Regions from separate parts of the Hordeum vulgare genome. Here region 1 is linked to region 2. The links are chromatin contacts, called in public Hi-C maps. All regions are on one chromosome and are shown on one strand. The core of a region is the stretch at or near the end of the contact, and the rest is flanking DNA. Distances in the headings are between cores, read along the strand shown.

Evidence for each region. A called contact is a pair of places that touch in the nucleus more often than the background predicts.
Region 1: a contact with region 2 is called in a Hi-C map of seedling, with 2.2 times the contacts expected there. The contact joins the promoter of LOC123445324 here to the promoter of LOC123445320 in region 2. A contact is called at or near these places in 2 of 6 Hi-C or Micro-C datasets (leaf and seedling).

The regions. Positions count from the first base shown.
Region 1 is chr3H:580,836,786-580,843,995 of MorexV3_pseudomolecules_assembly, forward strand. LOC123445324 (carbonyl reductase [NADPH] 1-like) reads right to left here and starts at 1,345. Exons shown (of 4, transcript XM_045122288.1): 1 at 953-1,345; 2 at 306-500; 3 at 1-218. The coding sequence starts at 1,327.
Region 2 is chr3H:580,676,604-580,683,483 of MorexV3_pseudomolecules_assembly, forward strand. It overlaps LOC123445320 (long chain base biosynthesis protein 2d), which reads right to left and starts at 2,714. Exons shown (of 12, transcript XM_045122283.1): 1 at 2,441-2,714; 2 at 2,301-2,366; 3 at 1,686-1,774; 4 at 1,443-1,588; 5 at 1,223-1,347; 6 at 1,051-1,144; 7 at 805-968; 8 at 333-494; 9 at 127-253; 10 at 1-35. The coding sequence starts at 2,566.

The DNA of each region.
Region 1 (7,210 bases), core at 95-2,594, 160 kb after region 2:
TCAGACCTGTCAGAAAGCCTCCTTGCCATGAGTCTTGTATACACATTAACAGCAAGCTTTGATACGGAATAGTCCGTGTACATCTGAGGCCACTCAATGGAGGACCAACTATTTTGCTTCACTTGTTCAAGGAATTTGGTGACCATCCCATCAATCAATTCCTCAGATAAACAATCGTCACTTAATAGTTGCTCTCTTAGGCTTGCATCACCGATTTTCTGATGGGTTAGAAAAGAGAAAAAACAAGTCAAGGATCATTCAGAATGGGTCACTTGGGAAAAAAAAAAGTTAATGACGAAACTTACATTGCGTCTGCCATTAGCCCTACCAAGCCTTGAGCTCACATTCACTATCCGGGCACCATACGGAGAAGGTTTCAATAATGGTAGCATGGCTTCAATCATGCGCTTTGTACCAAAATAATTTGTCTGGATAACTTGCTCAGCAAATTCAACAGAATTATCTGCTCCTCTGTTGAAGTTTACACCTGCATTGTTAACCTGTAGCTGGGTAACCAAAGATATCCAGAGAAACATCTGACAGTATAAGCACCACTTATTGCATACTTAATAAGGCATTGGTTTTGACTCTGTTTACTTTGTGGAGAACCTATAATCCATATCCGAGCACTTCACATGTTTGAAATAAAATACAGTACTCATTGTTATACTGCACATGTAGAAACATTTTTGCTGGGCTGCCAAATATTCAGAACTCTATGCATGACTGCTTAAGCAACATAATTTCCAGCAGCTCCACTAGTCAAATGGATAACAAAATTGAGTAACACCTGGAACTAAAATCGCTGCCGTGTGTTGGATTGTCCAAACTGAGATCGAAAGTGAAGAGGCTTGGTAGCAAATAAAACGAATTGAAGTGTTTAACAGTGCTATAGACTATAGAAGAAGCATGGCAGTTGACTGATCACATGGCGAGAAGCACGGGTGCTCACAAGGATATGGATGCCGCCGTGGGTCCGCGCCGTCCAGGCGGCGAAGGCCTCCACCGACGCGGCGTCCGCCACGTCGAGCTGCCGCCACTCCGCGCCCGCCTCCTCGGCCTCCCGGAGGATCCTCTCCGCGGCGTCCCGGCCCCGCGCGGCGTCGCGCGAGGCGAGGACGACGTGGAGGCCGTGGCGCGCGAGCTGGCGGGAGATCTCGTAGCCGATGCCGCGGCTGGCCCCCGTCACCACCGCCACGGCGCGGGCCGGCGCAAGGCCGTCCCACCACCGCTGGTGGGGCTCGTAGGGTACGGCGCGGAGGAGCGTGACCTCCCGCCGCCGCTCCTCCCGGCGCTCCCTCGCCGCCGCCTTGCCCTTCTTCCCCATCTGTCTCCTTCTATACTGCGCTCGCCGGAATCGAACTCAGATCTTTTTTTTCTTCAGAGAGAAGAATGGAACTCCGATACTCCTGCGCATGGCCCAAAAAGAGTCAAGCCCAATATAAAAAGAGCATATAAGAGTCCATGGGCTTATATAAGGTGGGCCGTTTGCCTTGCGAGCTGAAATGATTGTTTTTGAAGCTCTCGCAAAAAAAGTGATTGTTTTCGATGGCCATCTCAAACAAAAAAGATGCCAGCTCAAATTTATCCAAAAAAAAGGAGACGGTCGCTCAAATATTAATAAAAAATGTCAGAGAAAAATTGATAAACATTCAAAAAAAAAAGGATGTGGTAAATATATTCCATGAAGGTGGCACCATATACCACTGGGTAGCATGTTCCTTTCGAAAAGGTACATTTTTTCCGGTAATTCAAGTGTGGTTCTGAGCACATCTACACCCAATGAACAGAAAATTCAAAACAAAATAGTAGAATAACTAATTAAATTCTGAACTTTGACATCGAAGATGATCGAGTGATGTTTGGACTACGACAATCTCTAGGGAAAAAGAGACAAAATAGAACCCAAAGAGTGTACTTTTTAAAAGTTTTTCAAAACTAAAATTTGTCCTTTTTGCTGCGATCGCCTCGAATGTCCAAACATCACGAATTTTTGCACGCACATAACACATTCAATCATTTTGGTTGCCAAAAAAAATAGTTTTTATTTTATTTTAAACGATTTAGTGTTCACGCCGAGGTGCATCTGCAGCTGGGCACCGAATCGCCGCTTCCATTTTTTCTGCTCTTCCCTCACACTAGAGGCTAACGTGTTTTTGTTGGGCCATGTTCTTCACTCGTCGTATTACCTCTTCTATCTTTAGCAGGTTAATGTGGTTCGTGTTGTTTCATTTAATTTTTTATCTTTTTTTAGAAAAGGAGGTTCAAAACCCCGGCCTCTGCATCAATCGATGCATACGGTCATTTTAATTTTCATTTAATCTTTATCTATGTTGGCTTGGATTTTAATTATGTTATGCGGTATTTTTTCTTATTTGTATATCGTGTTGCACTGATGTTGAAAATCATACTTGTTTCAAGAGAAGAGTGGAGTTGTTAGGAGTGTGGTTGTGGAGTCTTTACGCATTTTGATCTTGGTGTAAGACGATGGTGGTTCTGTGAGCCCCTTGGGAGCTCTTATGCCAGGTTGAAACCATGAAGTTGATGCAACAACACTCACATGGACCAGGACATGAAGCTCTCACTCACTCGGCCCAGCTCCCTACTCCGCTCGCTCGTCTATCTATTTTGTTCCGCTCGCTCCGCTAGCTTAGGAAAAACCAGATATCGTATTTATTGTTTGAGTGAGTTTAAATCAAAAGAAGTTCCCTTCTTTTTTATTTTTTTAATAGTTGTACATTAGAAAACACAACTAAAATATATTGTTCAATTTAGAAAATATTCATGTGTTTAAATAATCTTCACAAATTTTAAAAATCCACAGACTTAAAATGTTTCATGAATGTAAACAATATTCATTAATTCTAAAAATCTTCATGATTTTTGATAAATATTCATGAATTAATAAATATAATAAGGATGCAAAAGGAAAAGGCACGGAAAAACCAAAAGGAAACTACATAAAGTGAGACACCACCCATCAAATCGAAAAGAAGTAGAGTTATTATGTAAGCACATAGTAGCAAACTGTGTATATTCTCCAATTCACCATACAAACTCGTGCCTAGTTGCAGGAGTCGATTGACACGAAGTACAGTTGATATTATTCATACGTGAGAGGGTCCGTACGGGCCAGGTTGCGCGTGAAGTGAATGCATTATGCATGCCGTGCGTGTACGTTTGATACGGATCGAGGTTGCGTATAGACTATAGTTGATCATTGGCCGGCCGGATGGATTGACCGGGAATCAGAGCGCCTGGGTGGAGCAGTCGGTGGCGCAGAAGACGGCGGTGTTGGTGCAGCCGAGGAAGCAGATGGGCAGGGTCCCTCCGGCGGCCGTGTCGTAGCAGTCCAGGAGGCACGAGGCGACCGTCGTCCCACACACGCCCACGCACTGCGTCAGCCCCGCCGGCCGGGCCCGACCGCCGGCGGCGGGAGCAGCGTTCATCTCGTAGCCAGCACCGGCGGCCGCGGCGGCGCCGGTGGCCACCAGCGCCAGCAGCAGGAGTAACGCCGCGGCGGCTGCCGTCGTCGTCGTCGCGCCGGTGCGTGCCATCGTGCGTTGCGTGTGTGCTCCGCTTCTTGTGTCGTGTCGTGTGTGCGGGTGCGGTTGAAGATGCAGAGGTGTGCTGGGTGGCTTATCCTTATATACGTGCAGCTGAGCGTCGGGAGGGAGGGTGCAAGCAGGGGAGAAATGTATGAGCCCTGTCTCCGTACGTGGGTGCAAGCAAGGAGGCATGCAATGCAATGCAACATGCAGTACGTGTGAGCAACAGAAACCGGACTGACGGTTTCAAAATTTCCCCTGTTCAAAATTTTGCTGTCGATCGAGTTGATATGGCCGAGTTGGCCTAAGGCGCCAGGTTAAGGTTCTGGTACGAAAGGTCGTGTGGGTTCAAACCCCACTCCCACTGTCAATACATTTACCTTTTATCATCAGTACCAGCAGCAAAATTTTCCACCAGATTCGGGCGAACCTTGAAGAATCATATGGACCGGAACTCATCGCACTGTCAAACATCTCGGAAACGGAGTCACGACCGTCGGATCTAAAGGCAAAGGACTGAGAGCCCAAGCGGCTAGGTGTGCTACTGTGGCCGCCACCGCTGCAACACCACACCAAACTTCCACTCATCCATCAACGTCGATGCCAATATGCTCCTCGAGAGGGAGCGACGACGAGGGATACTTTATTGCCACACACATTGCCATCGCTCCACGAACACTCGGCGGCACCCGAAGGTGTCACCGCGTCGGTGTCGGCCGGACCGACACGAGTTGCCCCCGATCCCAACCTCGGGCTCTTCGGAGCCTACCACCAGACCGACCTTCATCCTGCGTCAACATAGTCTTGAAGCCCCCGTGCCGTCTTATCACGACACGGTAAGGAGAGGCCTGCACATCGACTAATAGAAGCCGGGACTAGGAACAACAGCATCGTCGGCACGCGGGAGGGCTCAACCTCCACCGTCAGCGACATAGCCGACCGGACGCAATAGCAGGAGCATACGGGACCCATGGCCCCACAGGACCGGCCGGGACATCATAGCCAGTAAAGCTCCCGCCACCATGCTGCAACAGGCACGTCGTCAGCGTCGCCGCCCCCCCTCGTTCGAAGCTACTCCTCCTACCCACCACGCAGAAGACATCGCACCCGCATCGGGTGCCGGCCCGCTAGAACCTAGATGGGGCTTGTATGGCCCAGATCTGGGTCGGGGGCGCGCCGCCGTCCACCCCGCGCCATCATGCTGCCCTGCCGCCAAGGAGCAGTGCCGCCACCTCACCCGCCGCCGGCCATCCACCGCTGGGTCGTCGGACCGCTGCCAAGCCGAGCTGCACCGCCCTGTCCCGGGAAGGGGAAACGCGCGCAGAGATCGTCCCGCCGCCACCAGCACCACCCGGGTCAGGGCCGGGGGCGCCCGTTGGTGGCGACGGGTGGGGCAGGAGGGAGGAGGGGTGTAACAGCCCCAATGCATTCCTTGCCCCTCCTGTAATATCTTTCCTTGTATGGCAACCATGTTATGTTTATCAAAGTGGTATGAGCTCAATTGTGTCTTCATTTTATGTTGCATCATGGTATCATGCATAGCATCATTTCTTTTGTTCTTCTCTTGTGTTGCTTGTGTTGCACCTTGGCACATAGTGTGTGTGCATTGTATAATTACTGGCATGTGATTGTTTTATGTGTGGGTGCAACATCATTCAATTCAAAACCACTTGTTGCACTATAGCCCTTTTAAAACCATTTCTTCCAATTTAATTAGTGGCTGAGTTTTAAGTTTCTGTTTTGGGTAGAATAAAATGTTCCTCTCCTTCACAAAAATCTTCTTATTAATTGTGGGGTGCAATACCCTTTTATTTGAATTTATTTTCCTTTTGGTTTTATTTTAAAACAGAGCCCCATGTTAAATAAAAGGAATTTATTTTTGTTCTTCTAAATGCCCTACTTATTTGTATAAACAGTGGCAACATTTTAGAAGACCAAAGATATTTGTATTTTTTGTTAAACTATTTTTTATTTTAGCCTGAGACATTTATTTAAATTCTGCTTTAATTTTTATTGCAAAGGCCCAAGTGCAGTTGCATTCGGCCCAGGCCCAGCCGACAACACCCCTTCGTCCACTTTTCGACGTCAGCTGTTGTACGAACAGAGGACCGCCGCCGATCTTGCTTTCCCCTCGATCGACGGTCCCAAGCGCGTAGATCGGGGCTATAAAGCCGCCCCGGTGCTTCCCTAACCCTAGCCACGCCATTTTCCTCCTCCTCTCCCTCGTAGCGCCGTTGGGGCGAGCCACCGACGTCGCCGTCGCCATGTACAGCATCTGGAGAGCTCAACGCCGGCAGTAGATCCTTCGCTCCCTTGCCCCCTCTCCTTGTTAGCCCAGCCATCGCCGTGTTTGCCGAAGCTTGCCGTGGGTACTCCGGCGACGCAGAGCGCCGTTGCGCGTAATGCGTAGTGCGTGTGTGTGCACGGCTTGTGTCCCTCTTGGGTCCATAGCCGTAGAGTAGTCAGCGCAGCAGTTTTCCCCGCATAGCCCAGCGAAGAGTCTTGTGCATGTGCTTGTTGCACCGGCGAGCCCGTCGCCGGCGCCTCTCTGCCAAGCAGAGAAAATCCCCCCGTTCTTAGATTGCGACTAGGGTGGATTGCCATCTCTGGGTAGATCCACCGCACCAGCCCAGCTGGCTTGCACCCTGCGCCGTGATCGAGAGGTCGGGGGTTCGAAACCTGAATTCCCACTTTTATTTGTGCATTTTGTGGGGTCAGCAGTGCAGCTGCACTTAGCGAATCTTTCCCCCTGTAGTGCAACTACACTGGCTCAGCCTAGTGGTAGAGAGTGTGTGTGGTGTGCTAGACACCTTTTTTATTTGTGCATTTTGTGGGGTCAGCAGTGCAACTGCACTTAGCGAATCTTTCCCCCTGTAGTGCAACTACACTGGCTCAGCCTAGTGGTAGAGAGTGTGTGTGGTGTGCTAGACCCCTTTTTTATTTGTGCATTTTATGGGGTCAGCAGTGCAACTGCACTTAGCGAATCTTTCCCCCTGCAACTACACTGGCTCAGCCTAGTGGTAGAGAGTGTGTGTGGTGTGCTAGACCCCTTTTTTATTTGTGCATTTTGTGGGGTAAGCAGTGCAGCTGCACTTAGCGAATCTTTCCCCCTGTAGTGCAACTACACTGGCTCAGCCTAGTGGTAGAGAGTGTGGTGTGCTAGACCCCTTTTTTATTTGTGCATTTTGTGGGGTCAGCAGTGCAGCTGCACTTAGCGAATCTTTTCCCCTGTAGTGCAACTACACTGGCTCAGCCTAGTGGTAGAGAGTGTGTGTGGTGTGCTAGACCCCTTTTTTATTTGTGGATTTTGTGGGGTCAGCAGTGCAGCTGCACTTAGCGAATCTTTCCCCCTGTAGTGCAACTACAGTGGCTCAGCCTAGTGGTAGAGAGTGTGTGTGGTGTGCTAGACCCCTTTTTTATTTGTGCATTTTTTGGGGTGAGCAGTGCAGCTGCACTTAGCGAATCTTTCCCCCTGTAGTGCAACTACACTGGCTCAGCCTAGTGGTAGAGAGTGTGTGTGGTGTGCTAGACCCCTTTTTTATTTGTGCATTTTGTGGGGTCAGCAGTGCAGCTGCACTTAGCGAATCTTTTCCCCTGTAGTGCAACTACACTGGCTCAGCCTAGTGGTAGAGAGTGTGTGTGGTGTGCTAGACCCCTTTTTT
Region 2 (6,880 bases), core at 1,464-3,963:
GCTGTTCTCCCGAATCTGAGCAAGCTTCTTGGCCCCTATTTAAAGCAACGACTGCGTTAGGAATTTCTCCAAGACAAAGAGACACATGGAAGCCCTAATAAAAGCATTAAATCCTTCCTGATATACCTCTGTTAGATCCATCTTCCCCAAGGACAACCTTTATCGCAGAGATAACCTGCTGGACTGCTGGAGGTGACATGGACGTTGCATAAATATGGGCTGGGCATGCATGCTTAAGATGGTGAATGATCTCCTAAGAACATAGAATGACATATGGGTCAGATTTATCAAATATAAAATTCAGTCAAGATTGGTAGGTGGATCTTTCATACTTTTGATGCTGCAATGTAACCTCCGCATGATCCAAATGATTTTGTAAATGTTCCCATCATGATGTCCACATCAGCTGGATCCACTCCTAGTAGTTCACATACACCTCTTCCAGTCTTTCCAACAGCTCCAATACTGTGTGCCTCGTCTAAATATGTGTAAGCCTATTAAGATGTTTATAAGAACTCCGAGTCAATACACCGATACATCACTAATAGTTGGAAATTTTTGAACAGCTTGTGAACTTCAGTACTATATACTCCCTCCGTCCCAAAATTCTTGTCTTAAATTTATCTAGATATAAATGTATTTAGTCACGTTTTAGTATCTAGATACATTCATTTCTAAACAAACATAAGACAAGAATTTTGGGACGGAGGGAGTATGACACAAGTAAGAGTTCTAGCATGCAAAGGAACTACAGTTTTCGTTACTAATAACAGAACAAGGAGTCAATATGCGCAATTCTCACACCTTGTATTTCTTGCAGACAGCCATAATCTCAGGGAGGTTGCATAACTCCCCTTCCATGCTATAAATTCCCTCAACAATCACAATTATCTTCTTCCATGGCCTGTGTGTACGAGGTTGTCCCCCTGCAATCTGCTCCCTAAGTACGTCTTCCAAATGTGCAGGATCTGGAAGAATATAACGGAAGCATTAAACTTCATGCCTCATCGTTAAGTGCACTACATGAGATGCAGCTGTTAGCAAGCTTACTGTTATGTTGAAAAACCCGGACAGTAGCCCCTGAACCCCTGGCTCCATTCACTATAGAAATATGGTTCAATGAATCACTAACTATCAGCCCACCCTGGTATCATCAAAATACATTAGTCCAGCATGTATCAGAAAAAGAGAGGACAAATAAAATACTCAGCTCACCACAGACCTTCCCAATCAAAATAGGAATGATTGCAGAGTTTGTCACATAACCCATGCCAAAAAGAATAGCTGCAGGCTTGCCAACAAATCGTGCAACTAGCTCCTCGAGCTCTGTGTGCAGCTTAGTATTTCCTAAGGTTATATACAGATCAATTAGCGTTACTATTACCATATTATTGCAGTATCAAGTGGAGGCAAACTTATGGCAAGGACATACAAGCACCTACCTCCATCAACTCGGGCACTGCAAGTACTGGCAGAGTATTTCTTGAGTGACTCGATAACACGAGGAGTGCAGTACTCATCTGCTGCAGCAAAACCAAGGTAGTTGTAGGAACCCAAGTTAAGACACTTGGATGTTTTTGTGGTACGTCTGCATCAAAGATGCACTGAATTAGAGGCCAGCATTCATCCTGGGATAAGATTTGCTTTGCTAATTAGGTGTGGAGTCAAATTTGAGGAAAACATACTGGAGTGTCTTGTTGCCGTCATTTGATTGACGCTCAACTACATCAAACCAAGCATCGGGCGCACTGGCAATAGGTCGGCCGAAACAGTCCTGCCAGCCCAATAAGGAAGGTAAACAAAAGTAAGGAATCAGTGGACCCTGTATAAATATGGTTTCATACACATTTCTCAGACTAAAGATTAGTTCTATCTGATAACTATCTATTCTGTACCTTGGAGTGGAATAGCACACAAATATGCAAGAATGAATGACACGTTCAAGATGCCTCAAAACAAGCAACCCTTTTCACTTCATTCAACTATTAATTAGAGTAATGGAACAAAGTTTCACTTGAGATCTCATGGTTCCAAGCATAAAATTTGGGGTTTATGTATGTAGGAGCATATAGTAAAAGGCAAAGAAAAAGGGCTAAAAAGAAGCTAGCAAGTAGAAAAACAGATCAAATGAATTTTCACCCTCTGTCATGTGATCTACCTAAGCAGGCACATAATTTACCACGCCCACCACCACTAGGGAACTCAGTCAACTCACTCAGAATTGCATGATCCAAGCCCATCTTCAGAAGGAGAAGAAAGTTCGAGCTTTACGAATCGTCAAAGTGGGGAGGAGATCTCACCTGGATGCGGAGGTAGAGGCGGCGCGTGTAGAAATCCTCGTACCCCAGGCAAATGGGCGCGTAACCCTGCGGAACGGACAGCACGAGCAGCGTCAGCAGCGGGGATAAGAGCACGGCGAATCTGAAGTAACGGGACGGACCTTGAGGTTGCTGGATTTGCCGGCGTCGAGGATCCGGCGGAAGAAGTCGCGGAAGTGGCCGAAGGCGAAGAGGAGGCCGTAGCTGAAGAGCGTGGTGAGCGCGGTCAGGTACGGGAGCCTCACCATCCTCGCCCTCCTCGCTCCCTTCGACGCGGCACGCGGCGGGGGGGCGGGGGGCGGGGGCGGGAGCGGTGTTTATTGGCCGCCTGGAGGAGCGACGGGGTCGTCAACGGCGGCGTGGGGTGGCGACCGGCCAATGGTTTCCGATGGCGACTGGCTAGATTGGAAAAATTGGAATCTTTGGGATTAGGGTGGGGGGGTGAGACTAACGGGGCGGTGGCGACGCGCGTTTGAACGAGGACGCCGACGACGGACGCAGCCCGTCGCACGGACACCCTGGCGGGTCCGACTCCAGCTCACCCGCGGAGCACCGCACCGCGACGCACCTCACCTCCGTTGGTTTCGAGGTAATTTCGTATGGTGAAATTCCGTTTTTTTTAAGAGAAAATTGTCCAATTCAAGCAAAATATTTTTTTGGACCATCGAAAAATAAAGGTCCTGCTTCCAGTGAGGCGATTAGTAGTACTATAGTAAATATGTCCGTGCGTTGCAACGGGAGAAATATATACATTATACGCTAGCCAAATAAGCGTAATATTTTTTTAAGGATTGACACAATACCTTCACATATAAGCATCCTCTGTTTTAACATGGTGACTCATCATGTTGTCACTTAACTTTCTCTTTCACCCTCGTTGATGATGGTCGCGATGTTCAGGTGATGACAATGCATTCAACGCGCTAAATCCAAGGCCTATGAGCTTGCTACTACATGTCACATTTGTCATTATGCTGCGTAAGAGAATTTTTTTTAAAAACAAATCTCACCGACCATGAGCTACTTTCAATGTCTAGACATATAAAGACTTTCGAAAATCTAATCAAATCCTAGACATAAAAGGCTTTGAATCGGTGAACAGTTTTTGAATTGACATTTTTTTTGAAAATCACCAACATTTGTTTTGTGTTCGAACATTTTCTGAAATGCAAGAATTTTTTTTGAATTCATGAGCATTTTTGACTCAATAAACATGTTTTGGATCGCATAACTTTTTTAAAAATTGGGGAACAAAATTTAAAATTTGTGTTTTTTTACTTTTTTTTGAACATTTTCTAAAATTTGATTGACACTTTTTGCAGATTCCCAAATATGTTTTGTGTACATATTCTGAAATGTATTTTCTGTACGAACATTTTTTGACTTTTTGTTTTGTGTACGAACATTTTCTGAAATGCATGAAAAGTTTTTGAATTCATGAGCATTTTTTGACTCAACAAACATGTTTTGAATCGCTTAACTTTTTTGAAAATGCGGGAACAAATTTTAAAATTTGTGTTTCTTTACTTTTTGTAAACATTTTGTAAAATTTGATGGACATTTTTTATAGATTTCCGAATATATTTTGAACAAATGATCATTTTTTTGAAAATCAAGAACATGATTTTATTTCCTGACTATTTATTTTTCAAATTGTGATTTTGTTTTGTGATTTCAAACAGTTTTACAAATACACCAATATATTTTGAATCCATGAAACTTTTATTATTTCCTTAGAAAATTAAATTCTGATGCATTTTATAATTTCTCAAACGTTTCTTTAAAACTCACCATATTTGAAATTTGAAAACCCCGAATTAATATAAAGAAGGAAGAGAACAGAATAAGAGAAGAAAAAAAATGAAAAAAAACAACGGAGATATGTGCAAGATGGGGGATTGAACACTGCATGCGTGGCTAGAAGTGGAATGCCTCAACCACTACAACGCTAGCTTGTTTCTACTTCTATAGTAACATCTCCTTGTAATAAAGGACTATGCCGCCACTTTTGGAAAAAATAAATCAAAACGTTTTTCTTTACTTATGGGTGGCACAGTGGGTAATTTAAGTCAACTTTGAGGGTAATATTAATGACGGACGACAGAAGCACTAATTGCTTTATTAGTAGGTATAGATATGTATATATACTCCCTTCGTTCTTAAATATAAGTCTTTTAGGAGATTTCACTAGGAGTCTACATACGAAGTAAAATGAGTGAATCTATAATCTAAAATATGTCTATATACATTCGTATGTAGTCCACTAGTGGAACCTCTAAAAAGACTTATATTTACAAACGGAGGGAGTATACTATAGTAATAATACTTATATAATGTCATAAATGCCAACACAATAGGTTTATTAGCTTATTCGTACTTACTTACAAGTAAAAAATTATAGAAAAATTGTAATGGGATCTCCTAAAAGTTTTGTTTTGGGCAATTCATAATTTCTTCGGCCAAATGCATTTATCCCGTTTTAAATTATAAATCCTCGAACAACATAAGCAAGTGTTGCGGCTTAAACATCGAGGCCATCATCCATCACCACAACGGTTCTTTCTCGAGGCACCACCGCATTAGGATTGTGTCCTTTGTCCATCCCCGGTTGGCCAGACATGGACACGACATCATGCCGTCAAAAAGGGTCATCGCCCTCTCATCCTAGTTCGAAGGTTGTCACATCATCGATACTCTTAATGGTTTACCACGGAACCTCAATGAGCAATTAGCAATCGAGTTGTTAAGAGAGAGGGTGTAGGGAACGTCGATCACACAAGTAGAGCTCCTCATGAACACCGCGTCAACCACGCCACAACCAAGTTGAAAGGAAGACTGGAGGGGTGAATAGGCAACTACCAATTCCACCATTTCTTCCCTTTTTTCCTTTATCTGTTCCTTGGCCGAAATAGGCCCTATTGGGCTGGCCACACCAACCCACTAAGGGCTGGTGCACCACCTTTAGGCCTATTAGGTTCTCTCCCGGTTGAGTGACCCCTCCCGGTAAAACCCAGAACCCATTCATCACTCCCGGTAAATTACCTTTATATCAATTTTTACCCCCGGACCATTCTGGATCTCCTCGTGACGTCCATGATCTCATCCGGGACTCCGAACAACCTTCGGTCACCAACACCTATAACTCAACTATACTGAAACGTCACCGAACCTTAAGTGTGCAGACCATGCGGGTTCGAGAACTATGTAGACATGACTGAGACACTCTCCGATCAATATCCAATAGCGGGACCTGGACGTCCATATTGGATCCTACATATTCTATGAACATTTTACCGGTTGAACCTCTATGTCTAGGATTCAGTTAATCCCGTATGCAGTTCCCTTTGTCCTTCGGTATGTTACTTGCCCGAGATTCATCGTCGGTATCCCTATACCTAGTTCAATTTCGTTACCAGCAAGTCTCTTTACTTGTTTCGTAATACAAGATCCCGTGACTAACTCCTTAGTCACATTGCTTGCAAGGCTTGTTGATATGTTGTATTACCTAGTGGGCCCCGAGATACCTCTCTGCACACGGAGTGACAAATCCCAGTCTTGATCCATGCCAACCCAACAGACACCTTCAGAGATACCTGTAGAGCACCTTTATAGTCATCCAGTAACGTTGCGATGTTTGATACACACAAGGTATTTCTCTGGTGTCTGGGAGTTGCATGATCTCATGGTCATAGGAAGAGATACATTGGCATGTAGAAAACAATAGCAATAAATTGACACGATCATATGCTACGTTCATAGTTTGGGTCTTGTCCATCACATCATTCTCCTATTGATGTGATCCCGTTTTCAAGTGACAACACTTGTCTATGGCCAGGAAACCTTGACCATCTTTGATAATCGAGCTAGTCAACTAGAGGCTTAGTAGGGACAATGTGTTGTCTATGTATCCACACATGTATTTGAGTTTCCAATCAGTACAATTCTAGCATGGTTAATAAACGATTATTATGAATAAGGAAATATAATAATAACCAATTTATTATTGCATCTAGAGCATATTTCCAACAGTCTCCCACTTGCACTAGAGTCAATAATCTAGTTCACATCACTATGTGATTGTAATGAATCTAACACACATATAGTTCTGGGGTTCGATCATGTCTTGCTTGTGAGAGAGGTTTTTAGTCAACAGGTTTGAACCTTTCAGATTCGTGTGTGCTTTACAAATCTATATGTCATCCTATGGATGTTGCTACACACGCCATTTGGAACTATTCCAAATGACCGCTCCACTATACGAATCCGGTTTACTACTCAGAGTCATCCGAATTTTCATAAATTCTATTAATATCGATTGTGCTAATGATATGCAAACCCACAAGCTTGGGGATGCTATATTTGATGAGTTTGCCATGACCAGTACTTATTGGAATGATCATGATTGGGGTGATAATGCTTCTTATGATCTTGATAATTTATTTAATACTCTTGATGATTATGATATTGAAAGTGGGCTTGGAAGAGTGTCAACTTTAGGCATTGTTGATCCCACTATTTTGGAGAGTGTTCAATCTTATGATTTTTTTATAGAAGTGGGTTTG